Regions from separate parts of the Mus musculus genome. Here all the other regions are linked to region 1. Evidence: chromatin contacts called from public HiCAR-type, HiChIP or PLAC-seq and promoter capture Hi-C data. All regions are on one chromosome and are shown on one strand. Each heading gives the region's core, a stretch centred on a gene start, on an enhancer-like site or on the middle of the called end of the contact. The rest is flanking DNA. Distances are from core to core; before and after follow the strand shown.

Region 1 (4,133 bases), core at 616-3,115:
TAGTGCAACCCTTGATAAAAGATCAAAAAGCAAGAAGATAATGATACTACAACTTGCAGATTTGTTTTCTATGTTTGTTGGGATTTTTTTTTTTTCTCTGACAGTACTGAGAACTGAACCCAGGGCTTCACAGAAGCTGGGCAAGCCCAACCCAACTTCTAAATCCTTAAAACTTGCCATTTCTTTTAAAAAGTTCCCCACTTTAACTTTTGGAATCATTTCTATAACAGCACAAAATATATGTCCTTAGGCAAATTGCAATTGTATTACATTTTAAAATCATATCTGTCTTACAGTTCTTTAATAAATGACTTTTCTGTTGAAAAAAATTCAAGTATTGCATTCATACACTATATAATAAGATTCTATTAGGTAGACAAGGACAGAACTGTTTTAACAAAGCTTGCCACTCTTTACAAATGTCATACAAAAATCTCTTTCTGATTACCAATGAATTAAATACTTAAAGCCTTTTTGTGCTTCTAATCAGAACATGAGTTAAATTTACAAATTTACTAGAGCATCTGAAAGCCTGGCTTCATTTAAATGGGTAAAGAGAAAGTTGAAATATTTTAAACTACACTTGTTTTCTCATGAAAACCACAGACAAACTGAAATCAAGTGTCATGTGAAACACCCCAGTTTCCTTTACAGCAGGAGTTATGATATTGTTCTGCTCAACTCTTAAAGAGTTCACTAAGCTTTCTACTTCCTCTTCTCTGCCAGACGTCGGCTGCCTTCTACTGAGGGTCACTGGGAAGATAAGGGTCAGCGTCCTGCTACAGACAGAAGGTGTCATTTTTAGCTCCCACCACCATCTCAGCTGCTTCAAGTGCTTGCTTTACATATAGTACGACTGTCATACTAAACTCCCCTGTCCTGTAAACTGTTTCTTATAAATGTCCCCCTCAAAGCAGATGATCCAAAACTTACTAGTGGCAGATAAAACACTGACATTAAACGATGACATTTTCAACCCTACCAGTTACTTTAAAGTATAATCAAATCTCGTCCTCTTGCTGCTAACAAAACGCGCGTGCAGGTTTGGGGTTGGGGGTTGAAGGGATCGAGGTCTCTACACGGTAAATTAGACAAGCAACATCTTTAGCTCGTGGGGGCGGGGGTAGTGTTTTCGCTTGGAACGAATTAAAACGCCACTGAGGACTTTCACAGCCACGCCACATTCTGTACCAGTGTCAGCCGCTAGCACGATTGGACTTAAAAAAAGAAAGCTCGTCTGAGGTCCGGAGGTTCCTCTTTTTTGTTCAAAAATGTAAAACTGGGTCTCCATACCACTGAGTCTTTAAACGCGAGGCTTCTCTGCTCTCCTTTACTGAGATTACCCCCTGTGATCCTAAAAGCACACCGTTGGGAATTTCGAAGGTTCTGGCTATTAGGAGAAGATCAGATTACAGTGCGCCGCTTTGATTTCACACGCAAACCCCGGAGCGGGCAACTTTTCAAACGGCTGACAATTTGCCAGATGAGAAGACTTGAAAGGCAGACCGTCCTAACCCCAAACGGAGCCCCCGACAGCTCCTCCCCGTGACCCGCGAGTGCTCGCCCCGGTACTCACTCGAGGCCATGGCTCGGCTCCGCGCGCCGCTCGCTGCAGCTTCCAGCGTCCGGCCCGAGGCTGCAAGGCAGCCAGTCAGTCAGTCAGTGAGTCAGTCAGCCAGGCAGTCGGTCAGGCAGGCAGTCAGCCAGCTAGCCCGTCAGTCAGCCAACCAGTGAGGAGGCTGAGCAGCCTCCGCAGCCGGGACGCCTGTCCTCGGACCACCCCCGGGCCTCCTCTTCTTTCCCGGCTCCTCTGGGTTTGCGGCTCACACCTTCCCACCCCCGAATCTTCGCGCTCCGGTCACTAGTGTCCTGGCGTCGCCTTGCCAGGATGCCGCGGCAGGGGCAGGGGGCGGGGCGGACCGCCCGGCGGAACGTGGGGGGAGGGGGGGGGATTTCCCGCTGCTTACGTCACTCGCGCCACCGCCTACCCGGGGCGGGGGGCGGAGCCTCGCGGCGGGCGCGCGACCCCGCGCGGGCCAGTGCGCTTACTTCCTCCAGAGCCACCACAGCCTGCACGCTCGCGCCGGGAGCTCCGTGAGGGCGCGCAGCGACGACTCCGCGCGTGAGAAGCCGTCGGTCCCTGAGAAATCCCCCTCCTCCAGAGTCCTTGAGAGCGCCGCTTAAAGCCGAGGGGCGTGTTCGTGACGTCATGCTGGCCGAGCGGCCGGAGGCGGGCCGGGCGGTGCACCGGGCGCGCTCCTTGGCCGCCCGAGGCCCGCCCGGGGTTTTCGACCGGTGGTTCCCCCTCTTCCCGATTTCGCACATGCAAATCTCCGCCCCCGCGCCAGAGAGTTGTCCGGGTGCTCTGGAGGGGAAGTGCGGAAGCGCCAGCGCCCGCGTTCGGCAGTAAGGCGCAGATTTGCATACGGGGACCCCCGCAGCCTTATTTTCCCTCTATATCTACATTACGTCTTTTACCTACCAAAGTTTTTCAGCTGCACTGCGAGGCCGCTAACCCCATTCTGTATAAATGTACACGACGTCCAGAGATTGGCCGAGATACCCACGGCCTGAGGCCTGGACCGAACTTTGGTGCTTTGACAGGTCAGGCGGAATCTTGTTTGCCTTCAGTTGCTAATACGCACCTGTTCTCTTAGTCTATGATGTATTAGCATGTCATTGTATACACGAGTATTAGGGTTGATTGGGGTTTGGAGAAGCTGAGTAGCTTGTCCATACTTTAGAGTTCTAGAAAGGAATTGCACGATTTAAGCTTAAGATTATCCAGCCCCGTTTAGCGCACTGCACTCCCAGCACGCGGGAGGCTGAGGTAGGTGGACTGTCTCAACAACAGAAATAACTCAGGGTTATCTGGCTCCACCTCTTACGTTCTCCAGTCATTTACTGACTAAAACAAGTAATGGAGGGGAAATAGAGAATATCATCTTGCATGGCCAACAAGATAGCTTAGAGAATAATTGCGCTTGCTACCAAGCCTGACAAATTGAGTTTGATCCATGGAAGGACAGAATCAACTTCCAAAAGTTGTCCTCTTACCTCTACATGCGCTTCAAAGAACGCCAAAGTGTGTGTGTGTGTGTGGGGGGGGGGGGGTTGGATAATTAAAATATATACTATCCTGTCATAAAAAATTCATCCTGTTATACAACTCCCCCAAAGTGAAGGAAATAATTAAAATCTGCTAGTTCCAAATTGTCTTCTCAAAGAGTATAAATAGCAGTTGTGTTTTTAGTTAAACACAATCATAAACAAGTCACAAAGATATAAAATAAAATAAAACAATTAGCAGGGTGAACTATGTTCAGCGCTCCAGAGGTCAAGACCACAGAATCATAACTTTGAAGATAGGATGAGCCACAAAACACTGAACACACCAATACACACACACACATGAATGCAGGCATACTTCAGCTTTTAACTCAACCATATCTGAATGACATAGTTTCTACTTACTGTCTTTATTCAAAGAAAAAGTAAATAGGAGGTTGAAATTCTCATGGATATTTTTAGACCTTGTGCTAGGGGAAGGTGTCACTGTACACCTGATAAGGCTGCTTGTCATTGGGGTTTACAGAGACTAACACGTGGTAATTTTAGTACTGGGTGGCATGTCTGTAATCCCAGCATTTGGGAGGTGGAGGTAGGACCAGCAGGGGTTCTAGGTCATCCTCCACTATATAATGAGTTTATAAAGCCAGCCTGAGCTATGAGGGAGTCTGTCTCAAAACACAAGCATGCATAAGTCTTGATGTCACTGCATTTCTATAAAGAAAATAAGGTAGTGGGGGTAGTAGAAACCAACTGGGCTCTCTAGAAGGACATTCTGTAGAGGCCATGTTTGAGCTGAGTCAGTGGTTGCTACTGGAAACTTTAGTCATGCAGTTGATGCAGTACATTTGAAGACTTACCCTGGCTGGTATGGTACACTGTTAGTATATGCTACCTAGGGGTGAGGGTGGGGCACTGTTGCCATGATGGAAATTTTAGAAAGGTGATTTAGACAAGTGTTTGTACAGAAGACATGGTGACAGGCATGTTTGATGGCAGGGCCAGCTGCTAGAAGTGAAACAGTTGAGGATTCTTTTCTGAATGAACTCTAAATGAGTATGGCA
Region 2 (4,133 bases), core at 572-3,071, 2.9 Mb after region 1:
ACAATACCTAGATATCTATTATTTAATGAGATTTTCTAAGTCTTAGAGACTTTACTATCATTAACAAGAAACCAGGTAACTGGCATTTCTTTCAAAGAGATTCATTATACAGTTAGCCACATATTTCAAACAGTATTCACTGTATATTGAAGCTAGTACTTTAGAAAGCTAATGCTTTCCCATAAAAAAAGGAGAGGGAGGCTAGCCAGTTCAGGATGGCAATATAATTACACATGCATATGTAATATGTCCCATGTCCCAAAGTGTTGGTCAGAGATTAAATTGTGGCTTGTTCTGTAGAGATGACTTAGTGGTTAAGAGTGCTTCCAGTTTCTCCTGAGGAGTGAAGTTTGGTTTGCAGCACACGCACTGGCCCTCTTTTGGCTTTCATGGGCACCTGCACACAAATGGCATGCACAAAGACAGACAGACAGACAGTCACACACACACACACACACACACACACACACACACACACACACACAAAGTAAGAAATACGTATTAAAAAGTTCAATTGTGGGGCTGGAGAGATGGCTCAGAGATTAAGAGCACTTACTGCTCTTCCAGAGGTCCTGAGTTCAAATCCTAGCAACCACATGGTTGCTCACAACCATCTCATAATGAGATCCGATGTCCTCCTCTGGGGTGTCTGAAGACAACTACAGTGTACTTACACATAATGAATGAAGAAATCATTGATCCAGAGTGAGCAGGGCTGGAGAGAGAAGAAAAAGTGTCTGAAGACAGCTATAGTGTATTTACATATAATAAATAAAGAAATCTTAAAAAAAAGTTCAATTGTGTTCTCCATTCTAAGAAGGAGTGAAGTATCCATACATTGGTCTTCCTTCTTCTTGACTTTCATGTGTTTTGCAAATTATATCTTGGATATTCTAAGTTTCTGGGCTAATATCCGCTTATCAAAACCCAGACACTATTGCATATACCAGAAAGATTTTGCTGACAGGACCTTGACACAGCTCTCTTTTGTGAGTCCATGCCAATTCCTGGCAAATACGGAAGTAGATGCTCACAGTCATCTATTGGATGGAACACAGGGCCCCTAATGAAGGAGCTAGAGGAAGTACCCAAGGATCTAAAGGGGTCTGCAACTCTATAGGAGGAACGATATGTACTAATCAGTACCCCCCAGAGCTGTGTCTCTAGTTGCATATGTAGCAGAGGATGACCTACTCGGCCATCAGTGGGAGGAGAGGCCCTTGGTCTTGAGAAGATCATATGCCTCAGTATAGGGGAATGCCAGGGCCAGGAAGCAGGAGTGGGTGGGTTTGGGAGCAGGGTGGTGGGAGAGTATAGGGAACTTTGGGGATAGCATTTGAAATGTAAATGAAGAAAATATCTGATACAAAAAGAAAAAAAAGTTCAATTATAATAAAATGTAAGGAAAATTTTAACAACGTTAAAAATCAGATGTCCATAAAGAATCCTCAACTGAAAAGAGGTATCTCTATAAAATTGAGTGCATGTTAGACTGAACTGATCCAACTTGGTACTTAAGATTTTTTTTTTAAGTTCATCCAAAAAATGAGAAGAGAATTTTAACCTTTCTCCAAAATCCAAATGTGGTCAGAAGGTAGTCACTGCATTTCCTGAGTTGCCAGAGGATACAAACAAAATGACTTTATAGTATCCACTGTTAGATCAGATTGACAGAAGTGACTAAAGATAGGCACCGGAGTCTACGGATGCAGAATTGTTCTTTTACACAAAATAGTTGAACAGCCACGGTCTCTTAGAGGAAGTGGAGACTGCACTGTGGCACTGGGGGCTGAGGTTTTGCAGGACTTTAAATAGGGAAGGGCATATCAGTGTGCGGGTACAGTGAACGATTCTCTGGCCACTGCTGTTTTGGATAGGAACTGTCAGTGGTCTCAATAGTTATTCTTGAGCATGGGGATTTCCAGGACAAACTTTCATTTTTTCTTTTAATGCTTTTTACCCTTTACTCACCAGTAAGAAAAGTGACTACATGTGCAATGAGCAAGAAGCAGTGCTGAGATGAGTCACCATAGCTGTTGATTAACCCCAAGAAGGCGGAGCATGTACAGAAAGGAAACCAACGGGGCAGAGAAGTTCCTCTTGTGGAGTGGGGGTACCCAGTAACGTTTGAGCTGCTCAGAGGTGCAAAACAAGCTGTGGAAAAGGGAAACACTGTCTTTTCTTCTTTGTTCATAATTTTAAGTTAGCAAAAAACTCACAAAATTGTTGGTCAAACAATCTCAAATACAAAAATGACTTACCCTGTAAATTTGAGCAGATAGAAAAAAAATAACAGGTAAAGGGGAAATATTTGTCTTTTCCAGGGGGAAAAAAAATCTTCTAAGGAATGGCCAAAGCCTTTCTAAGGAATATTCCTCTACTTGGGAAATTAAAAGGCTCCAAGAAATGGGGATTGAATGCTATATTCTCTAAGAAAAATCTAGGAAATAGTATTTTAAAAAGCAACAATTCAGATATTTTAAAATTATATTTAAATGTAGAACTTATTTTAATTAGAACATGTGATGAAGAAACTGAAATTAGAAGTTCTCTTGGGACACAGTAACAAACACATTAACACATTAGTACCAGATAATTGGGAAGATGTTAATCTCAGGAGTTCACGACCAATCTGGGAACAGAGTCAGATTACCACCAGAAGAAACTAGTGACTGAAATACCACCAGTAAATATTAGTGTTTGTCAATACTCTGTGCTAGACAGAATATTGATCTTTTCTTTGCAGTTATAGACTTATGTCACAGTAGGAAATGTTACGCATGAGGAGACTGAGTCCCAGTTCAAGAAGCTGTCCCCAGATCAAATATGTGCAAGTGACAGAGCCAAGCAAGGTAGTCTAAATGCCCACATGATAAATTCCAAAAGGAGGAAGGATATAGACAAAACCAACCATCATGGAATACTTTGCAAGCACTTTGACCTTTGTGAAAGACCATATGGGTCTTCATTTATATTTTAAAAAACTTATTATAAGACAAAAACTTTTCACATTTGCATCTGAATTAGCCTCTCTACAATTTGAATGCCTGTAAAAGAGTTTCAAATGTAAATGACTACAATATTCTATCTATAGCCAAGACAAAATTAATGTTTGATGGAAAGACATTTCTTTCTCTCACTATGAAAGATTAATTAAATATATTACAATACATTTTTCTCAAAATTTTGTCTACAGAACATTCATTAGATGAGAAACAGATTTTAATATAACAAAAATGTTTAGAATGAACAAAGATACTTTTAAAACGACAATTGTTGTTGTCTTACAGTTTAATGCTTAGAACTTTACAGTAGGTTTCAATGGTGTGAGAGGATGTGTTTTAAGACATCAGAAGATGTTTGCTTCCAAATCAATAATCTGAGTTTGGCCTTCAGGATTCACATAGTAGAAAAAGGGAGCAAACTTCTGTGTTGTTCTCTGACCTTCATAGGCACAATGTGCAAACCCACATATCCCAATTTTGAAATTACATTTATATAAATAAGCATGTATACTAATATAGTTTTATATTTAGTGCAAAGATTAAAAGTACCTGGAAGAGAAGATAATGTTTTACACATATTAAGGAATTGTGAAATACCAGATAGTTGAATAGTTGGCTCATGGCTGCTCTTCCAGAGGTCTCAAGTTCAACTCCCACATGGTGGCTCACAACCATCTATAAGTGTAGCCTTATTGGATCTTATGCCCTCTTCTGGTATGTGGATGTACATGCAGACAAAGCATCCATACAAATAAAAGAAATAAATCTTTAAAACAATCAACTAAATTAAACAACAGCAAACAAACCAACAAAATAGAACAATTTCAAACAAGTAAATAAACAAATCTAAGATCGAAAATAACTGCATCTATCAGCCAGTGACTTATACCCAGAGACAGGGTCTCTAAGCAAACCCAAAGCTTGCCATTTTGGCTAGGCTGGTTGACTAATGAGCTCCTGGAATCTGCTTGTCTCTGCCCCTGGCCTGCAAGCCCATTTTACTGGGATTACAGGCACTCACATCCATGACTACTTTTCACCAGGTGACGATTCAAACTCAGGTCTTCTTGCTTGCACAGCACACAGTTTTGCCTACTGAGCCATCTCCACAACCAACCCTTTTTGTTC
Region 3 (4,133 bases), core at 477-2,976, 2.8 Mb after region 1:
CTATAGAATGTAATTAATTATCATTGTATAGAAATTAGCAAATGAGTAACGCGATTAATATATAATTAATAAATATTAGAAAAAATGCTTGAAATTAGATGTGAAAGTAACCATGGTCTTCTTAGTATTTCTAGACTAAAACAAAAACAAAAACAAATAAACAAAACCATGGTAAAGCAACTTTGGAATTACTTCATATAGTTTACAATCCACCTGAAAGGGGAGTCAGGGCAGGAACTCAAAGCAGCAATTGCAGGCAGGTACTGAAGCCACCATGGCAGACCCCCCTGCTCAATAGCTTGTCCTGCTCCGAACTGGATCAACCAGCTTGGCTTTCTTAAACAAACCAGGCCCAAGGGTGGCACTGCTGGCCTGGGCCCTCCCCCATCTATCACTCCAACAGATCCGCATCTGCCCCTGAGTAAATCTAATGGAGGTATTTTGCCACTTGAATTAAATTTCTGTGGCCTTCTTCTGGAATGTGGGATTCCTGTTATCTGTAGAGCTGTAATCTCTAAGGCAAAGCTGTTCTCACATTGATGGGAGTGGGTAAGAGGGAGGGTCAGAAAACCAGAGAGCCTGAACTAGTCAGTGTCCTGATAGGACAGGTTAGCTTGTCATGGAAATCCTTGCTCGTGGAAGTCATTCGCAGGTGTTTTGCTTGGTGGTGGTAAGACACTACCAAAGGTCAGATGCGACCTTTGAATTTAAAGCTGTACCCTTCCCCAGCCACTAACAGCCTCACATTAATCTCAACATTCAACATTTGTCCCTCTTCCCAGATGGCCCTGCATGGAGACAAGTTGATAACAACAGCAAAATCTAACCAGGACAAATGCTTTCGTGAAAATTATTCAAAAATACTGACAGGGTACAAAACGTTTCTCTTAAGCTACCCATCTATGCTTAAGTAGTTTTCCCTCCTTCGCTTACTGAACCCAGTGCCTCCGAGGCGGCTGAAACTCCACTCCAGTGGGCTGAACAGAGCCCGGAGGAGAGCGGGAAATCTAAACCAGGAACAACTGGGCCACCGAATTGAAGGAGGTTGTGATTCACCGGGTTCCCTCAACAGGGCGGTATGTTGGACACACGCGCCAAAGTTGCTGGCTAAAGTTGGCAAGTCTTCCTAGAACAACTTCTAAGCGGGGCAGCTAAAAGTTTGGGGACTCGGTGCTTCCGGGGTGACGCTCGCCCGGTTCAAACGCTCCCTCCCGGCCTTGAGCGGCGACCCCGTCCCGGGGATGGCAGTCCGGAGCTGTGCAGAAGCGCCGGCCGGTTTCCGGGATGAGTCGGTACCGGGTGCGGGGGCTGAAGCTGGGCCTGCAGCGGGCCGGGACAACGCCGCGGCCGCCCGCCGGGCACTGAGCGTCGGAGCCGGGGTGGAGGGAAGACTGACCTGCCGCCGGAGTCCCCACAGCGCTGGTCTCCTAAGGCCTCGCAGCCAGGTGGGCCTCTCCGGGCTCCTCCCAGGGGCCGGGCGAGCCTGTGGGCCGCCTCCCGGCAGCCAGCCCTGGGAGCCCCAGAGTCTGGCGGAGGCCGCCCAGTGGCAGAGGCCGCCCAGTGGCAGAGGCTGCAGCGGTGGAGGGGCGGTACCGAGAGAGAGGGTTAGAGTTTCCAAGCACCGGACCCTGCCAAGGCCTGTCTGAAGAGCCTGCAGATTAACCTGGGGGTAGTAAACTGGGCCAGCGCTTACAGAAGAACTGAACCCTTCCTGTACCAGTTCTGAGTACCAACCCCTTTCAAATTGCTCAGATCCTTACCAACAGCTCGCCCAGCCTCTAGGCATACCCAGACAGCCTTGTAACTGGGAGGGCCTGTATCTATCTGGGTGTGTCACTTGCAAGTGACTGCCCTAGGCCTAGTTCTGTCATTTAATACTTGGATAATGTTTAAAACGAAAGTTACTACATTTCTACGTTCCCATCTGTAAAATGGAAAACATAAGTTATTGAGTTTTAAGGTTACTATGACAGCTGAGAGAAATATGTTAAGTATATAGAAATTCTTTAAGGATACACAACTTACATTTTAGAGCAAACAAACAAATCTTTATAAAAAAGACTGTTCAAACAGCACTTTAGTTTCTTACCTAAAAACACTCAATAATTGTCCAGATGCAAATACTGAAAGAAAAACAGCCATTTTCTCTGCGAAGGCTAAAGTTATGTTTTAAGTTTTAGTTACTATACTTTAAGAGACCTATAAAACAGCCTGTCAGTGGTGGCACAAGCCTTTAATCCCAGCACTTGGGAGGCAGAGGCAGGTGGATTTCTGAGTTCGAGGCCAGCCTGAGTTCCAGGACAGCCAGGCTACACAGAGAAACCCTGTCTCGAAAAAAAAAAAAAAAAAAAAAAAAAAAAAAAGGAGAGAGAGACCTATAAAACAAACAAACAAACAAACAAACAAATCTCTAATTTGTAAGTCCCACTTGCTCAAGGTAACTTCTAGGAATGCTGGAGGCTGTTGTTCAAGAAAGATAACAAGCTTGCCCAAACTGCACAAGATCTGCTTAGTCACATGTAGGTGGGAAGTAAATGGGCAGGAAGAATGTTTGCCCTTGATTCCACAAAGGCAGAAAGTGCATACCCTTGTGGGATTTGCCTTCATAAGCCCCTGACAAATGCAATATGGTGCCATACTCTGGAATTCCTGGTGTAGACTTGGCCTGTGTCCATCATTCCTGGCCAGTATTTAATAAAGCTTGATTCAAGAGTGACTCAAATATCATGGTAGTAGCTTTATTCTTGCCTGATGGTATTAATTCTATTTGCTAAATTTGGTGTAATAAGGAAATAGGATTTTACCAAACTCCAAAAATGGTAAACAGCATGAGACTATTTCTTAAAAGAACGGCATGATTTGGGTATAAAAACATTTTTAAAATGAATTTTGTAGACAGGGGTGTAGCTTTATCGGTAGTGTCCCTCTGACCTGTAGGAAGCCCTCAATAAAATCCCCAGCATCACAGTCAGCTATTGAATGGATCCCAGGGTCCCCAATGGAGGAGCTAGAGAAAGCACCCAAGGAGCTAAAGGGAACTGCAACCCTATAGGTGGAACAACATTATGAACTAACCAGTACCCCGGAGCTCTTGTCTCTAGCTGCATATGTATCAAAAGATGGCCTAGTTGGCCATCACTGGAAAGAGAGGCCCATTGGACTTGCAAACTTTATATGCCCCAGTACAGGGGAATGCCAGGGCCAAAAAGGGGGAGTGGGTGGGTAGGGGAGTGGGGGGTGGGTATGGGGGACTTTTGGGATAGCATTGGAAATGTAAATGAGGAAAATACCTAATAAAAAATTTTTAAAAAATCCCCAGCATATAAAACAGCTCCATAGCACAGGCCTATGACCCAAAAACTTTTGAGGTGGAACACAAGGAAAGAGCTGAAGGTTATGGTCATCTTTCCTACATAGGAAGTTACTGTGTACAGAGAGTAAGGTGGATATGACAGGAACAGAGACAAGTGAGTCACTGAAGCTCATTGACCTACCACCCTTGATTTAGAGATGATACTCAGGTTCAGTGAGAGATCCTGTCTCAAATACACACACACACACACACACACACACACACACAGAGAGAGAGAGAGAGAGAGAGAGAGAGAGAGAGAGAACTAGAAAGATATCCAGTGTTGGAAAGGATGCAGAGGAAATGGAGTTTCATTCTACTGCTTATCCAGACAATTTGTCAGGCTCTGACTTAGCATATCCCATCTTGTCCATAGGAAACATATTCTAAGATTCCCAGGGAATATCTGAAACTCTAGATAGAACCAAACCTTACATATTCTGTAATACGTTTCTTTTTTAAGGTAAGGTCATCCTTGAGGCAAAATAACTTTTATTTTATCTGTAAAGAATTTTACTTATAAATTAGACATAGTCAGGTGTTAACCATAACTAATAATAGGTCAGTAATAAAGATAAATTACAAGGGATTTTATCATATGTGAATATGAATACATTAGTACATTTCTCTTGCTGTGATAAAAAAAATGTCCACGCCAACCTAAGGAAGAGAGAGTATATTTTTGGTTTATGGTTCCAGGGGAATAAGAGTCTATGGTGGTAGAACAACAAGATGGCAGCAGCTATGGCAGCAGGAACAGCAAGCTGAGAGCTCACATCTT
Region 4 (4,133 bases), core at 613-3,112, 2.8 Mb after region 1:
TCTTTATATACCTCTCCTTTCTCTGCCGCCTAAACTGATTTGTGGGACTTGTGAGATGGGTACCTGTCACCGGCTGCTGGTGCTCAGAGTTCTGTGGCTGGTCTTCCTGATTCTCTGAGACCTTTGCACCAAAGTGCCAAGTAGACTCCATTGCACTCAAGATCATTGGATCTCATTCAGAAACCAGCCAGTCAACATGACAAGACTTTGTCTCAAAAATAAAACAAAGGAGAAGCCAATATTGAGTGAGTGTCTATCTCAGTGCCAGTGCCTAATGTGAGGAAGGTCTGGGGTTTTATGGTCAACATTTCAAACACAAACGCCATGCAGTTTATGGGATGCAGCAAAAGGAATGCTAACCTGAAGATTTATAGCACTGAATACTTATGATTAGAAGCTTTAAACCCCATCTTTAAGCTTTTACCTTAACCAAGGAAAAAGAGGGTTCCCCAGGAAGATGGCTCACCAAGAAAAGGCCCTTGCCATTGAGTGCAAGGAGGGAAGCAAGTTCTGCAAGTTGTCCTATGATCTCCACAAAGTTCACACCATGGCACGTGTGCCTTGAGTGTGCAAGCATACATGCATACATGCATACATGCATACGCATACACATACACAGATACACACAGGAAAGAGAAAAAAATTTGAAGGAGAGTAATACAGGTCACCTAAATCAAGAAGATACCAGTTTGAGCATAAAATCAGTTACATCAAAAATAGAAATCTGAGAAAATAAACAAATCACAAAAGCTAGTTCATGAAAAGAATAACTTGAGAAAATCTCTAAGCTAGGCTGACCAAAGCTAGATAGAAAAAACATTGTGCTAGTATCTCAACCACAGGAACTAAGACGAACATGTTACTATTAGTCTGTAAAGCCAACAACAGAATGTTACATACAATGTGGCAGAACCTCAAACCAAAGGGCCTGCTAGTTGACTGAAGAAATCTACCAAAGTCTGAAAACACACACACACACACACACACACACACACATTAGCCTTCCAAAATGCAGTGAACCAAGCCTAACCCTGCCTGGCCCAGCTGGGTTAACTGGAGATTTCCATAAACACTTAAGTAAGAAATCATAGCGATAGTTTAAAATGTCTATTAGAAATAAATATAAAGGAACCGTTCCTAGCATAATCTATGAAATTTGCTTTGGTTTAATACTTAACTACATCAATACATTAATGGAAAAAGAAATCATGAGTGTAGTGATATTGCTGCAAACATCCCCATCAAAATATTAGACATTCAGATAAAAATTAATACAGACACAAACTCTATGTGAAAATTAGCTCAAGGTCTATTAAGAGATTGAGGCAGGAGGATCCTGAGGCCAGGCTGGTGGAATGGTCGTAGGAGAAAAGAATAAAAGAGGCAAATATAAAAAGAAGGAAAGGGTGGCAGCAGATATAAATGTGCAGTACAAAAGAATAATAAAACTTACAGAAGATAACAGTGAAAACTGAGGTAAAATGGATTTCAGAATCAACAACAAACTATAATCAATGAAGGAAAACTAAAAAAAACAACTTAATTTTTTTTGTTGTTTTGTAAAAGACACTGTAAATAGAATTTTTAAAAAACTCAACAGTTTGAGAGAAAACTATTTGGAAAGCATACATTTGTCAAAAGACATAATAAAATATACAATGTGCTCTTAAAATTCAAAACCAGTGTCCAGCAAGGGACATTTCTGGTCAAGGAAGTTTAAGAGATCTTGAAACAACATAGGTTGTTGCCAGTATTTTGTCTCTGGCAGTGCGCCGAAATGAGCTCAAATTGGACAGACTAGAGTCCAACAATAGTTTCTCCTGGTTAGATCAAAGTCAGCATTGCTTAGGAACTTATGAAACAGATTAGGTTCCTGTCCACAAAAGAAGTCATTCTCTGCCTCTGGCAGAAGGGACAGAGGGCTCTCCACTGACTTATGCCTGTGGTTACATATTAAAGCCATGCTGGCCTCCAGGCTCCCTTAGTCCCCATTCATGTGTACTTGTTATATATTTCAAAGCCTACACCAGCCTCTTGGCCCTTCACCACTAAGTTAGCCCGCAGGCACCTCCAGAATGGAGGCTCCCTTTATCATGGGAAAGTTTCCACAGGGCTACTCCTGCTATTCTCACTTGCTATTTCCTTCACTTCCACTGCTTCCCTAAGGCTGGCTACACCCAGTCTGCTTCTTTTTCTCTGTTTTCTGGGCTCTCTCAGATGCCTCTGGATATTGTCCCTCTCTTATCCAAATACCAACCTTCTCCCTAATCCAAGAGTGGTGGATTCTTTACTGCACCCCTTGCAAACAGCCATTGCCCTTGATGAACTTGAAGGTATGACCTGATTGCTAAAATATCACATAATTCAAACATAAAAATTGGAGAAATCAAGTAGAATTGAGTCTCCTCTCTTAAGACTGGCTCTCATCATATCAGAGGGCTCACATAAATATCCTTAAGGTTCAAGGAACATCATAGAAAGGCTACAAGAGGCAAAGGACCAGCTAGGATGGCTACTATGAGACAGTGTCTTCTAGATATGTCAGGGAATCTGCACCCATAAAAGCTCAACAATATGGTTGAGACCTATATAATGACTACACCAGTTGATATGCCAACATGGATGGTGGGACATTTCATAAGGCACCAACCAAGATAAAGAGCTACAGCCAATGGATGCTGAGGGATCAGCTCTCCGGGGATGAGGTTATCCAATCACAAGCAGCCAGCTCACATACACATGTGAGCAATAGTAATGAACTCAGGTGTGCTTGTGTGTGTGTGTGTGTGTGTGTGTGTGTGTGTGTGTGTGTACGTGCACACATGTGCATGCGTGTGCATTCATGTAAAACAGTAATAATTACAGAAGAGAAAATCAAAAATTTAAGAGGGAGTGGAGTCATACATGCTCCTTCCTATAACTGATAAACCCATCAATATACTAGGCTTGGTCTATTGTTGATGTTCTTCCTAGGATAAATAGACATTGTTCAGTCTCCACAGGAAAACCATGCAAAAGGCATATATCCCACTTATTTCTCAAGGAACTTTGGAATATTTCCTTTATTTTAGTTAGGGGTTCCATTTCTGTGATCGTTTGTATATGTTTGGCCCAGGGAGTGGCACTATTAGGAGAAATAGGTCTGCCACTGTGGATGTGGGTATAGGTTTAAGACCCTCACCCTTGCTGCCTGGAAGTTAGTACTTTGCTAGCAACCTTTAGATGAAGATGTAGAACTCTCAGCTTCTCCTGCACTACGCCTGCCTGGATGTTGCTATGTTCCGACCTTGATGATACTGGACTGAACCTCTGAACCTGTAGTCCAGCCTGAAGTAAATGTTATCCTTTATAAGACTTGCCTGGGTAATGCTGTCTGTTCACAGCAGTAAAACCCTAAGACAATTCCTAAGAAGAGTTACCATGACTAAGACAACTCTTATAAGGAGTAACATTTAATTGGGGCTGGGTTACAGGTTCAGAGGTTCACTCCATTAACAATCATGGCAGGAAGCATAGCAGCGTCCAGACAGACCTGGTGCTGGAGAAGGAGCCAAGAGTTCTACATCTTGATCAGAAAAGAGTCAGGAAAAGTCAGAAAAGAGTCAAGAAAAGTGTGATGGTTTGTATATTCTTGCACCAGGGAGTGGCACCATTTGGAGGTGTGGCCTTGTTGGAATATGTGTGACCTGGTTGGAGTAGGTGTGTCACTGTGGGTGTGGGCTTAAGATCCTCACCCTAGGTGCCTGGAAATCAGTCTTCCACTAGCAGCCTTTGGATGAAGATGTAGAACTCTCAGCTCTGCCTGTCCCATGCCTGCCTGGATACTGCCATGCTCCCATTTTGATGATAATGGACTGTACCTCTGAACCTGTAAGCCAGCCTCAATTAAATGTTGTTTTTTATAAGACTTGCCTTGGTCATAGTGTTTGTTCACAGCAGTAAAACCCTAACTAATACAGAAGTTGGTACCAGGGACTGGGGTATTGCTGTGATAGGCCTGACAATGCTTTTATTTGAAAGAATGTGGATTTTGGGATTTGGGGATTTGGAATGCAGTAGAATGCTTTAAATGGGGCTTAATGGGTCATCCTAGTAGGAATATGGAAGACTTTGTTGCTGGTAGTGATTTGAAC
Region 5 (4,133 bases), core at 595-3,094, 2.7 Mb after region 1:
TGTGCATTTGCCCTGTCCAGGCAAGAGTTTATATAACCAAATGGTTAAATAAGTTAAGAAGAAATATCAATACAACAAACACCTGGTAAATGCTTTCCAGTTGGGGCTAAATATCACTTTCTTAATTTACTGTAGCAAAAATATATAAAGCCTCAACTAAAATTATAAATAAAGTGAATGATTCACAGAGAAACACAAGTGGAAAAGCACATGGTGATCTTAAGTGACTCATGACAGCAGAAACAGAGGGACACAGAGCTGTGGCCAAACCTGCCATCCTGCCTCACATTATACCTTCACAGGCGAAGAAAGGAGCACTTATTACATAGGAAATCGAAAGATTTTTAAATTTTGATACATAATATATTAGTATTTGGATTTGTATTGTTAATCAAATAAAGATGAAGACAATATATGTAAAGTCAAGATAATATTTCACTTATTAAAACCCTATTTTATGTAGTACCCTTTTACTATACATGAATACATGTGGACATATTATTCACTAGTTAATAAAATGTTATCCTCTATATACATGCTGATACAAGACTAAAACAAACCATTTATTAGTCTTATAAAAGAAAGCCTGCCAGGGATTGTTAGGTTAAAATCCTGGCCTTTAACTAAAGTACACTACGTAAATTAGCTAAGCTGAGCTCACAAAGTGTATACAAGAACTGCTTATAGGAGTGTTGATGTCCATGCATTCACTGTGCTGCAGTGTGGAGGGTGCCAGTTATAAGAGGACGGAAATGAACAGAACTCGTCAGAGTCTCAACTTGCACAAATGTGTCAGGGACTAGGGTGTTCAAGATTTCAAGCACAAGAACTGTACATGTCAGTTTGTAGAGATCTGTCATTTCTAGCCTTTAGTCCAAACCTTCTGTCTTGGGCACAGATCCTACAGTGAATCTAAGTGTGGTGGCTGCATCTCTAATCCAAGCACTTGCGAGGCTGAGAAGGGAATCATGAGGTTGAAGCCATCATGGGCTACAGAGTAAGACCCAGTCCAAAACAACATTTACATCTGAAGATTGACTTATCTGGCTGAGCTGCCCTTGGTGTCTATTTTTATTATATGTTTTCCTAAAACTCCAGTGCACAGCAATCTCTCCATAGATAACTATTTCAGTTTACCTTAGAATGTGAGGAAAAGCTGCCCACTCTGTACCTTGGACCAGCTGACCAGTGAGAGACTTGTAAAACGCACTTTGTTCTAAAACTGACCTCCTTGTGCTAACAGCATCAAGGTAATAAACTTTGAATGTAGTCTATATTTGTAAGATTTATGTGGCTGCAAGTATGTTTCATATAAACAGCTCATGTAAAAGTTTTCTTTGTTTCTACTTCAAAAAAGAAAAAAGATATGCTTTTGGAGACAGGAGTATGAGGTATGCTGTTCTCCCCTGAGAAACACAAGCCCCCTCTCCCACCTCACCCTGCTCCTCTGCACAGTAGATACCGATCACACCAAAACCAGACTGCTTCCATACCCAGGCCCACACTAATTTACAAACAGTCCATCTTGTACACACCACCATAGGATCTAAGTGCCAGAAAACAGCTTGTCTGGAAACTGATGTTTTATTTTACATCTGCACTGTAAAATTATCAAGTACAGATATTTTTATGTCTTCGTGATTCTGGTTTTTAAAAAGTATTTTTCAAGCTGACGACATTAGTTTATTTTCACTGGTGCCAAGGGGCCATTCTCTCTGTCTTTTCTAGTCCCTGCTGTCGGTCCTACTGCATAAAGGGGCAGGGGGTTGGAGAATACCTACTTGGTTTTAGCAGTCTGGACAGCCACAGGGTCGTCCAGCTTTGCTTCCCAAGGAAGCTTCCCGAAGAGCCAGTGCAGCATGCAGTAACCAAGGATTTCAACATCACTCCTCCTGGACGGGGCTGCAGAAAGGGGAGGATGAGAAAGCTCGTGAGAAATAGAGAAATCTTTGAGTGAGCTCCCATTGACGAAATATGCAAAGGCCAAATGGGTAGAGCGTCATGTTTACTCAGCTGGAGTAACATTAACTGTCTGGGTCTCTGGCCTCGGTCCACAGACAGGCAGCGACTGGCTGCTGAAGTAAGGGTCAGTTTCTTCACCTCCTCCAACTTCATCTTTCCTTAGTCTAGCCTGTCATATGAACTTGATCCCATGGCCTCTGACATGATCCAGACAACCCATAACCCGGCACCAACACTTTCTCAAAGAGCCAAGCAGTAAAACAAAGAAATAAATGTCTGCAGCTAAATTGCTAACACATGTTCAAGGAAGTCCATGGGGTTTGCCGCGGTCACGCAGAGACCCTCTGAGTGCAGACTAAACACTGAAGGTCTTTCCTATTCTGTCACACCAGTGGTTGCACTTGAAGCCAGAAGAATATGACAAAACTGCCATCTAGTGTGCAGTCTTTAAAACCAGGCCCAAGAAGATGCAGTTCTGTGGAAGAACCACAACCATGGGCACACAGCTCCCAAGTGCTTCCCATATCTTCAGATACGAGAAGCTCTGCACAAAACTACTAGTCTTAAATCTGAAAGCCAGAGGTGAGGCAAGCATGAGGGGAATGTGGTCCAGAGGTATGGTGGAGAAGGAAGTTCTGAAGTAAAATAGAGACTTATTGTAAGATGGCTTTTATTAAAACATAGTAAAAGAACATGATCAGATCCCAGTAAATATCATAATTAACAAACTCTTAAATACTGTGGACTAATTTCATCTCATTTTGACATATTTTTTTTTCTCAAGTACCTTATATCAAAAGGCAGTGAGAACTAAGACTTGTTAAATTCAACTGACGCTTGGTAATAAGTCATTGAATTAATGACTAACACGCCTATAAAATAAAGTCATTTTATCAGCATTCCAAGCTGTTATAAAAACAATAAGGTGGTATTTATATTTATTCTACTACTTGAATGTTCATCTGTGCAGGGATATATAATATCCTGAGCAATATGTGGCTGTTAAAGCTGTTGTAAACAGGTATTCCATTTCATTGTCCTTAATGAAGTAAACTCTAAAAAGTCACTGAGTGAACTAGGTCTTTAATTTATAGAAGCATCTACTAAGAACAATTGTGCCACCACATGTGTAGCTACTCTAGGTCACCATACATAGTTTTAAAGGTGCTATATGTTGTAGCTACTCTGATTGTTATAAAAGCACAGCATATGGTTACCCTTACACATTCTCATCTTAACTGCTATTTGAGTACTGAGTTATTAAAGGACCTTCAATCCAGTAGAAGGCCAGGCCCATGGGTGCTGTATGTTTTGTGGTTGGACTTCAATATTTCTTAATGCAGGATTTGGCTCTAGTATTAAAATAGAAACACAATCTCTACCATGCTGTTATGCAATGATTTCTTCTGTGAAAAAATCTCCCATTAATAGAATGGCTCCATTTGTACAGATGTGTGCACAAGTTCTTTTTCTATTACAGGAATTCCTAATCACAACCTTTACTGCTCAAAAAGGATATTCTGACACACGTTTGCGAGATACTGGCTACACACAAGAGGAGAGAAAAACAAACCAATGTGAATGAATGAATGTGGAATGAAACTTCCCAGGAACTCTAGCTACCTCCAGCTGAGGGACACAGCTGAAATCAATATTTCATAAACTGGTCTTCATGTAAAATAGGCCTTTGAGAGCCAAGTTCACTTCACTATTATAGTTCAGTCTTATCTAATTAAATATATTATCAAATTTTCAGTCTTTCACTATATATGCTCCGTTAATGAGTATGGTAAGCAAGCATTTTAAAAAAATTTTATTAGATATTTTCTTTATTTACATTTCAAATGTTATCTCCTTTCCTAGTTTCCTCTCCAAAAGTACCCTATACTCTCCCCCTACCCTGCTTCCCAACCCACCCACTCCTGCTTCCTGGCCCTGGCACTCCCTTCTACTGGGGCATATAATTTTTGTAAGACCAAGGGTCTCTCCTCACATTGATGACCAACTAGGCCATCCTCTGCTACATATGCAGCTAGAGACACAAGCTCTGAGGGGTACTGGTTAGTTCATATTGTTGTTCCTCCTATAGGGCTGCAGACCCCTTTAGCTCCTTGGGTCCTTTCTCTAGCTCCTTCATTGGGGGTAAGCAAATATTTTACCAGTGCTCTCCG
Region 6 (4,133 bases), core at 999-3,498, 2.6 Mb after region 1:
TAATATCCTGTTTAAGTTCAATGTCTCTTAGGTATATTCACTATAAAAATAATCACTTATGTTGACGAGCACTCAAGTGTCCCATTATTCCATGGTAAGGAGACAGATGCTAAGTCAATGTACATTGTGCTAAAAATAAATAAAACTATAGCACATCTCTTGAGAGAATATAAAGAAAACTTTGATGTTCCCAGTACACAGCAAAACAAACAAACAAACAAACAAACAAACAAACAAACAAACCAAACACAAGACTCTATCTAACCCAAAGAACAGTAGCTGCTAGATCAAGTACCACAGTAGCATCTTTTTTTCAATAAGTTAAACAGTAAAAAAGCCTTTAAAACGTTGTACAAGTTTCCCATGGGTAAAGTTGTTTTCTTTTGCATTTCATTTCTATTTAGCATGAGCTGAGAAAAAAATTCTATTTCAGACACTTTAGGAGGACATGAGGAATTAATGCTGGGTTAAAATGATACATGATGAAAATCCAGAAAAATAAAAGAGTACATAAATTTTCAGACAAATTAACAAAAGCATAAAATTTGTTTAGTACAATTTCTATGGCATATAAAACTAACAAACTGAGATTCAATGCAACATAGAAACCTTTTTTTTTTTTTTTTTTTTTTTTTAATAAGACAGTATGACTATACTAAGGAGGTATGATCTAATAGTTACAAACTGGGGCAATTTTAGCAATTCATATGTAGCTTCTTTTCCCTGTCCTTGCCTCTTCAGAGTCAGGGAGAGTTGTTTATTCCAGGCATAAAGAAGGCAATCTGAAGTGAGTATTTCAGGAGCTGCTGTGGGGGGCCAGAGGTGATTGGATTGATCTAGGTTTTGTTGTTTATTCAAATGCCAAGGTTGTATGCCCCGAATCCCTCAGTGGTAAACTTTTGTTTCCTTAATTGTATGGTAAAAAAAAGTGTCCTAGCTCACTTACCAATCCCTTTGCTTGAAAACCCACCAATCCCTGAGATAGCCTAAAACTCAAACTTGGAGTCCCACCAATCCCCACCCTGAAAAACTCCCAAAGAATCCCTGTGTAAAGCCTGTTTCTAGCTTAGTTCTTTGCTGCTTTTTCCCCAAGCAGATGCAGCCATCCTCCTGTATTTTTTCTAATAATCTTCTTGTGTGAGGTCTGTTGTATTGTGGGATTGTGTAATATTCTTTGGCTCCAGACTGCCAGGATACCTTTCTCCTCAGAGTTGCAACACTTGCATTGGGGAAACCTTTCTCCTCAGAGCTGTAACACTTGTATAAAGTTGTGTACCTTTTTTTTTTTTTTTTTTTTTTAGTGCTGACAACACTGCAATCTGAGTCACATTTTGAGAAAGTCTTATCATACTGGTTCTCCAAAAACACTTAAATTGTGATTCATAACAGTAGCAAAATTACGGTTACAAAGAAGCAACAACATAATTTTATGGTTGGGGGGGGTCACTAAGAAGGTTGCGAACCACAGTCTTAGTGTAACAAGTACAACATTCTTGTGTTCTTCAAGCATTCAGAATATTGTGACAAATTCTGCCAATCTATTAATCTTTTAAAATCCAATCTTCAATGAGGGCAATAAGAATAGGAAGAATATCTTATTCATCTTTGCACAATCTTACTTACTAACATATTACAGTGATCTTAAAAATAGTAGAATCAAAAGTGACTTATTCTAATGCCAAATTATCATATGGTAACTATTAACAAGTTTCTTACACAATCAACACCCCCTCCCCCCACGTTTTCTTAAATCTATATTTAGAAATGAGTGAATGAGTAACCATTTCTAAGTTACCAGAATGTATAGGAAATTTTGTCAGTCTACCACCTCAAGAATAAATTGAATCTCTCACAATTTCTATGGGCTTCCTTTAAATATATCTAATTAAAAACAGTACAACACTGAATCAGCATACAATATACATGATGTATTGAATGTACAATTTATTTACATATGCATTTGGTTGAAGGGTATACTGGGAGTATACAGGAGATCTAGTCCAGAGCAAACGCAAGAACAGGAGAGGTGATGGGGCAGGTTCAGGGTAAAAACAGTATGCTATGGGCACACTGTAAATGCCCTGTCAAAGTAGGAAAGTCAGCTTTGGAGTTGCATCAGTCTTCAATGAAATCAACAAGAGGATTTTGCTAGTTTTATTTTTTGACAGTCAAGGTCAGAATAATCCTGAACCGTCAGGCCTGTGGACTTGTGAGTGATCTTCCTTTCTCCTGCTTTCTCCTGCTACTAAGCAGACCAGTTGGCCCAGTTCATTGTCCAGGTCAGGGCAGCGTACCCACCAGTTAGTTTTTCCCGCCGAAGCGGGTTTCCGCCCCGTCCCTTTGCAGACTGCGCATGTGCGGCGGCCATTCCTGTGCGCCATGGACGAAGCAGAAGCAAGCCTGTTGCGCCATTTCCCGCTGCTACTTCCTCAGAACCGGGAGAAAACTGTGTATGAGGGATTCATTTCGGCTCAGGTACCCTGAGGGGTCGTTCTGTCGCGCGAGAGCCTGTCACTCGTGGCAAAGCCTGACCGCGGCGTCTCCGGCTGCCTGGCTGGGAGAGTGTAGCAGAGCCTGGAGAAGTAGCGCCGATACTCTGCGCATGCGCGGTCGCTAGGTGGCGACGCCGCGCGACACAGGGTGGGCGGGGCGGCTCGCCGGTGCCTGGCTGGTGGTGGAAGAGGGAGGTGCAGTTCTGTAGGTCTTAACCAGAGTTCATCACGGCGGTGTGTTACTACACTTACGATTTTGATTTATAGAGCACTCAGGGTCCACTATTAAGCCGAACCTACACAAACAGAAAAATCCAAACCCCATTATTTTATAGTTGAAATCAGATCCTGGGAAATCTAGAGAGACTACCTTGACTATGATGGTGTCAGTTACCTCTGAAACTCTTACTGTTTAGAAAATCTCACCCCAGCGGGCCCCCCCCCCCCCCCCCCCATGGTACAACAAATTACCTTAATTTAAGATTTTGACTATGGACTTTTCCTCTGAATATTAAACTCAGCTACGTGTAACTTGCCCTTTAATGACAGGAGTCATTAATTTCCACGTGTGTTGAAGCAACAACCTCTAGAATGCTGAGCAGATACCAGATTTTCTAAATAGTAACACTTGTCCCTAAACATTCCTGGGAGTTAAGAAAATTCTCTGTGATAAATATACACACAGGAAGCATGGACTTCCTTAGGGATTTTCAAACCATGTGAACCTTTAAAGAATGGCTAAAATTTATTATAGATGGAAATGAGTTAGCCACCTTTTGCTTAACTGTTGAAATATCCAGTTAAAATGTTTTTCACATTTACAGAAACATTCAGAAACGTGAGAGAGAGAGAGAGAGAGAGAGAGAGAGAGAGAGAGAGAGAGAATGAATTTGTGCGCATGCATGTGCACATCTGTTCTGGGAATTGAACCTGCAGCCATTCACATGCCAGGCAAGTGTTGCACAGGACAGGCAGAAACAAGTGTTTCACATCACTTGTCTGTATCTCCAATAGCACTTTAGAAAACAATTATAGCCATAAGATTAGACCGGAAATACGTTAGCCTTCGATGTAGGTAATTTCTAATTTTTTATTCCTTAAGCATGCCTTTGAGTCTTAAGCACTGTCTAAAAGCTATCCAGCACAACTGATTTTATCCTGAGTGTGATTGTGGTTGGTCCTGTGCACACACTTACCTTACCCTTTGAGATTAAATCATAGATACGTTTCTTGCTGTTTTATCTCTAAATAATTTAGCACTCATTTCATAAAACAAGGGTCCACTCAAACCTAACCTCAGTACAGTTACTACAACTGCTATGCGGTGTAAAATTTCATGGAGTATTTAATTATCTTATCTCTTCTTTTGGAGCAGTTCTTAGTCTGTGTTTTTATTAACTTGAATTTTATTTTTAAGAGTTAAGCTTATTAGGTTTGATATTTTCTCACCATTGAATTCTGGGAATGTGTTTGGGCAGGGGCATCCCAGAAACTGTCCTGTGTTCCCTTCAAGGCACATGAAGTCAACTACTCCCAGTGTTGATATTAATAATGCCAGTTACTAGGTTAGTGTGGCTTCTGCCAGATCTTCTTTTGAAATTAACGAGTACTTTTCGGTGAGGTTCTTTGGGCCATTACACA
Region 7 (4,133 bases), core at 761-3,260, 2.4 Mb after region 1:
GCCCATAATGAAGATAGAGTCATAAGTTAATCAACCCATTAAGTTGAGATCAGAAGTGTCAACTCAAGTAGTCTACTAATTTACTGACCCTTAATGGGTCAGCAAGATCTATAATCCCAAGGCTGATCTTTTTGCCTCCACTAACATCACTTTAGAAGCCAAAGCACTTCTTCCCAGGTTGATGATCTCTGACACGGTATGAGCAGGAAGTCAACATAAAATCCATTTGTGAGAAGGAGTTCAGGGCTACTGAGTAATGGAATCTCGAGCTAACTAGTGTGGGAAGTATCTGGTAGTAGCTCCGTATGAAGCACCAGCTTTGTTTTTCTTATGTCCACACAACTGTGAAAAATAAACATGAACAGTCTTCACTGAGCTGCCATCTCCAGCAAGTCCTGGGCTGAGTTAACAAAGGTTTGTCACCGGTCAGTTCCTGTCCCATTGAGAAAGTAAATCTTAGTTTTGGAAATTTCCATTGCCACCCTCCAGACACCACCCCCCCCCCAAAAAAAAGGACCTGAGAAGCAACACGGTAAGGTGAAGGATTGAGTGTCAATGAACCACTGGGAAGTAAATCTTGCTTTATCAAAAAAGAACTGACTTTGGCTGAAGCATGCATGGTTGCTTTGTTCAACCTTTATATGATTTTTGCAAGTTAATCTATTAAATGAGTATCAATTAGAATTTTTGCCACCTTCAAGAGAAAAGGGGGGGGGGATTAGACTATGTCTTATTCCAGATGGGCCAGCAAGAAGTGTAATAAAAATTATGATTAGACACTTTATGGCTTGGAGTATAGCTCAGGGGTGGAGGAGCACTTGAGTAGTATGCACAAGGCCCTGGGTTCAATCCCCAGCAAAAATAAATGATTAATTCCATTGGATCTTATTTGTTAAAAAAAAAAAAAAACTATATGCAATTGCAATAACAATACAAGACTATTTTAACGTCATCAGCATTTTCTTTCTGGATGATAAAGCAATTCACTGTTCCATAATCTGCAGAGTAACCTGTCAGCAGTGAGATGTCAGACTCAAAAGACACATAGAAGCAAACAGATGCCCTTCTCTGCCCAGCAGACACCATCCGCTGTCATTTCTCCCCCAAACAGGACAGAGATAGGCACAGGATTAACTAAGGTCCCGAAAAGGCTGAACAAGTAAAAGGAAAAAGGCAAACAACTGGACCCACTAAACATTAAATGGGGTCTGTGGACAGGAAAATTGAGAGCTTGACAGACCCAAGGATTGCTTTTTATCTCTAAACAGGAGATATGTCAGCTATACGCACGGTGCTTGAAGGATTCCTTAAAGAAAACCCTCTTTTCTGAGAACAGAGAGCCTCTCCGTTGTTGGTGACAGCGCCTTGTATGTTTCCCTACCTGTCGCCTTTGTTTTCCTATCTTCTAAAAGGGCTGCACCAACCTCCTCACAAAGACACTAGCCTAAGAGCCTGGGCAGGAGCAAGAGTTATGTCCCTTGGTTGGAAAAGTGAACCCTGGGGCCACAGAGGCGAGGGTGCAGAGTCCTTCTTTGGTTGGCCAGTGGGCGGTGACTGCTTGCACCCACTCAGGCCCGAGGCCAGTTTGGGGGACGCGAGGGAAATAGGGGAAGCGAGGGGGCCAGATTAGGGACGGGAGGCGGGGATCAGGCCAGAGGGAGGCCGCCGTGGGGGCGGCGAGCCGAGGGGTGCAGGCACCCTGCGCGTACAGCGGCGCTCAGCGGGCTCCGGGCCACAGCTCGGGGCGGCGGGGACGGCGGAACAGCAGGGGCAGGCGAGCCCCTGCGGAGGCGGAGGGCCCAGGGCGCCCGCGGTCGCAGGGCCTCGCGGCGGCGGCGCCAGCTGCGCGGGGCGGAGGCGGGGGCGGCGCGGGGGCGCGGGCGGCGGGAGCGAGCGCGGAGGCCGCGTGGCGCCGCGTCACTTACCGGCCAGGGCGCGGGGCGGTCGCCGAGTCCTCGGGGCGCGCAGCCCGGTGTGCTCGCTCCGCCATGATTGCTTTGTTTCGCTAATTGAACCCGCGCTCGTCCCGCGCTCGCGCTCCCCGCTGCCCGGTCCCCGCGCTCGCTCGCGCCGATTTGTCTGTCTTTCCCTCTCGGTCTGTTCGGCTCTGCTGCGGCTAGCTGTGGAAGGCGAAGTTGCGGGTGCACGGTGCGGGGAACGCGGTGGTGGGTTTGTAAATACAGGTGAGGCGATCCCCAAATCTCGGCTGAGGTGTACTTGCTGGGGGTGGGGGTGGGTGCTTCTCACCCTCCCCCACGCAGGAGAGTAGCCTCCGTGGAAAGTGCCAGAACATGTACCTCTGCTCACCCCTTTCTTCCCGCCAAATTCTTAGCCACCCAAGTTCTCTGGCACATATGGACTCCACAGGAACTATCTACGTTTACTTCGAAAACCTCAAATATAAGTCCTGTCAGGCTATGGAAGGACTGCTGAACCAAGGGGCATATGGTCACTCCAAGTGACCTTCTGGAGCTACTTCAACTCCACCAAAACAAAACAAAACAAAATTCAAACTAGACCATGGGAAGTCCCACAGGAGCTTGAGGGCTCAGCTTGCCATTTCTGAAAGTACTAGTGCCTGGGACACTATTGTCCAAGTATAGAATGAGTTTAAAACTTTAGAAACATATGTTAGTATGGGAAGAAAAACTTAAGCCCATGTTCCATATCTGGTTAAGTGTGCATTAAATACTAGTTTTGACTATAGTTAATACAGACATTAGTTGGCTTAGAGTGATGTGATTTGGGGAAATAAATAAATAAATTTGGGGAAATAAATCTGAAAGAAATTTATGTCTAGGCTTATGGCCTCATTGAAAAGGCTAGTCTTCCATTCTCACTTCTATCCATACTACAATGTTGAGACCAAAACCTTTCAGTGTTCGAATTATTATCCATATCTTGCTGTAAAATCCACCTTTTATGTTATTCTTGTATCAGTCTCATTACAAAAAGTTACTGCCTTACCCATGTTTCTTTTTTTTTCTATAGAGGACTCAAAAATATCGCCCATAAGTTTGGATCAGACATTTACAGATAACATACAGATTATATGGGGACAAGAGCCATATCCAATCAAGACAAACAAATAATGTTTATTTGGTTAGTTGCTTTCCATGTCCTAACCCTATGATCAGTTAGTAGGCAGGTAAGCATTTGGACTAAAAGTAGATGAAATCATATTGTCAAGAAAGGAGAAAGCCCCCAGCACGCATTACGTTAATCCATTCTTTCAGAAAGATTCATCCCAAGTTGGAATCATTTTCCCCTACATATGATGGTTGTTAACAATCTCACCACAGTTTTTAGTGTTTCCCCAAATTCTACCTTAAATCTAACTTTATGAAACACATGCTCACTTACACTTCCCCAAGGAAGTTTCTCCTCTTGGCTTCTCTACTGGCTAATTTTGAGTGTCAACTTGACATAAGCTGGGGTTATCACAGAGAAAGGAGCTTCCGTTGGGGAAATGCCTCCATGAGATCCAGCTGTGGGGCATTTTCTCAACTAGTGATCAAGGGGGAAGGGCCCCTTGTGAGTGGGACCATCTCTGGGCTGGTAGTCTTGGTTCTATAAGAGAGCAGGCTGAGCAAGCTAGGGGAAGCCAGCCAGTAAATAATATCGCTCCATGGCCTATGTATCAGCTCCTGCTTCCTGACCTGCTTGAGTTCCAGTCCTACATCCTTTGGTGATCAACAGCAATGTGGAAAGTGTAAGCTGAATAAACTCTTTCCTCCCCAACTTGTTTCTTGGTCATGATGTTTGTGCAGGAATAGAAACCCTGACTAATACAGTGTCATATGCAAAATGCTTGAACCTCAGAATTCTTAATATTGGTAATGCTTTATATACATGGAAGGATTTCTATTTCACAAAGATTGATCTTAAAGCATCATGATTTTAGAAATTAGATGAAAATATTGTATTGATTTATCCAATGACCAACAGTGTGTAGAGAATTACTGGTTCATCATGCTAGGAACCTTACCTAATACAGCATTTTTTAAAATTTATTTATTTATTTTAGATATTTTCTTTATTACATTTCAAATTTATCCCCTTTCCTAGTTTCCCCTCGGAAAATTCCCTATACCCTCACCCCTCCCCCTGCTCCCCAATCCACCCAATCCCAT

The links. Promoter capture Hi-C pulls out the DNA fragments that hold promoters and counts their contacts. HiCAR-type assays count read pairs that join an accessible place to other places. HiChIP or PLAC-seq counts read pairs in DNA pulled down with a chosen protein or histone mark. Capture Hi-C pulls out chosen DNA fragments and counts their contacts.
Region 2: an H3K27ac HiChIP or PLAC-seq map of bone marrow-derived dendritic cells shows a contact between it and region 1, with 9 times the contacts expected there. The contact joins the enhancer-like site here to the promoter of Rel in region 1. A contact is called at or near these places in 4 of 39 promoter capture datasets (the C10 cell line, cranial neural crest, hippocampal neurons and 1 more) and 1 of 115 datasets of contacts at active chromatin or transcription factors (bone marrow-derived dendritic cells).
Region 3: a promoter capture Hi-C map of pre-B cells shows a contact between it and region 1. The contact joins the promoter of Vrk2 here to the promoter of Rel in region 1. A contact is called at or near these places in 10 of 39 promoter capture datasets (the 3T3-L1 cell line, the C10 cell line, cranial neural crest and 6 more), 3 of 115 datasets of contacts at active chromatin or transcription factors (astrocytes, bone marrow-derived dendritic cells and large pre-B cells) and 3 of 9 other capture datasets (adipose tissue, liver and macrophages).
Region 4: a contact with region 1 is called in a promoter capture Hi-C map of liver, with 5 times the contacts expected there. The contact joins the enhancer-like site here to the promoter of Rel in region 1. A contact is called at or near these places in 9 of 39 promoter capture datasets (cranial neural crest, embryonic stem cells, frontonasal cranial neural crest and 5 more) and 2 of 115 datasets of contacts at active chromatin or transcription factors (astrocytes and large pre-B cells).
Region 5: a contact with region 1 is called in a promoter capture Hi-C map of 3T3-L1-derived adipocytes, with 7 times the contacts expected there. The contact joins the enhancer-like site here to the promoter of Rel in region 1. A contact is called at or near these places in 9 of 39 promoter capture datasets (the 3T3-L1 cell line, 3T3-L1-derived adipocytes, cranial neural crest and 5 more).
Region 6: a promoter capture Hi-C map of adipose tissue shows a contact between it and region 1, with 4 times the contacts expected there. The contact joins the promoter of Fancl here to the promoter of Rel in region 1. A contact is called at or near these places in 6 of 39 promoter capture datasets (3T3-L1-derived adipocytes, cranial neural crest, frontonasal cranial neural crest and 3 more), 3 of 115 datasets of contacts at active chromatin or transcription factors (astrocytes, extraembryonic endoderm stem cells and large pre-B cells) and 1 of 9 other capture datasets (adipose tissue).
Region 7: a contact with region 1 is called in a HiCAR-type map of astrocytes, with 8 times the contacts expected there. The contact joins the promoter of 5730522E02Rik here to the promoter of Rel in region 1. A contact is called at or near these places in 8 of 39 promoter capture datasets (cranial neural crest, frontonasal cranial neural crest, hippocampal neurons and 4 more) and 2 of 115 datasets of contacts at active chromatin or transcription factors (astrocytes and large pre-B cells).

The regions. Positions count from the first base shown.
Region 1 is chr11:23,769,104-23,773,236 of GRCm38.p6, forward strand. It overlaps Rel (reticuloendotheliosis oncogene), which reads right to left and starts at 1,866. Exons shown (of 10, transcript NM_009044.3): 1 at 1,577-1,866. The coding sequence starts at 1,586.
Region 2 is chr11:26,638,655-26,642,787 of GRCm38.p6, forward strand. No RefSeq gene overlaps it. Among named protein-coding and RNA genes, the nearest start is that of Vrk2, 47 kb to the left of the region's middle. Within about 2 kb of position 1,822, at least 85 of the 459 cell types and tissues checked have an H3K27ac peak or open chromatin away from gene starts, as enhancers often do. A contact at or near this core is called in bone marrow-derived dendritic cells and pre-B cells, where this site is marked.
Region 3 is chr11:26,592,194-26,596,326 of GRCm38.p6, forward strand. It overlaps Vrk2 (vaccinia related kinase 2), which reads right to left and starts at 1,727. Exons shown (of 13, transcript NM_027260.3): 1 at 1,397-1,727.
Region 4 is chr11:26,571,074-26,575,206 of GRCm38.p6, forward strand. All of the region lies in intron 2 of Vrk2 (vaccinia related kinase 2), which reads right to left. Among named protein-coding and RNA genes, the nearest start is that of Vrk2, 21 kb to the right of the region's middle. Within about 2 kb of position 1,863, at least 3 of the 459 cell types and tissues checked have an H3K27ac peak or open chromatin away from gene starts, as enhancers often do. A contact at or near this core is called in liver, where this site is marked.
Region 5 is chr11:26,487,992-26,492,124 of GRCm38.p6, forward strand. It overlaps Vrk2 (vaccinia related kinase 2), which reads right to left. Exons shown (of 13, transcript NM_027260.3): 9 at 1,782-1,902. Among named protein-coding and RNA genes, the nearest start is that of Fancl, 100 kb to the left of the region's middle. RefSeq lists an enhancer at 1,097-3,742. Within about 2 kb of position 1,845, at least 52 of the 459 cell types and tissues checked have an H3K27ac peak or open chromatin away from gene starts, as enhancers often do. A contact at or near this core is called in 3T3-L1-derived adipocytes and hippocampal neurons, where this site is marked.
Region 6 is chr11:26,384,836-26,388,968 of GRCm38.p6, forward strand. Fancl (Fanconi anemia, complementation group L) reads left to right here and starts at 2,249. Exons shown (of 14, transcript NM_025923.3): 1 at 2,249-2,475. The coding sequence starts at 2,380.
Region 7 is chr11:26,208,566-26,212,698 of GRCm38.p6, forward strand. It overlaps 5730522E02Rik (RIKEN cDNA 5730522E02 gene), which reads right to left and starts at 2,011. Exons shown (of 6, transcript NR_027973.1): 1 at 1,926-2,011.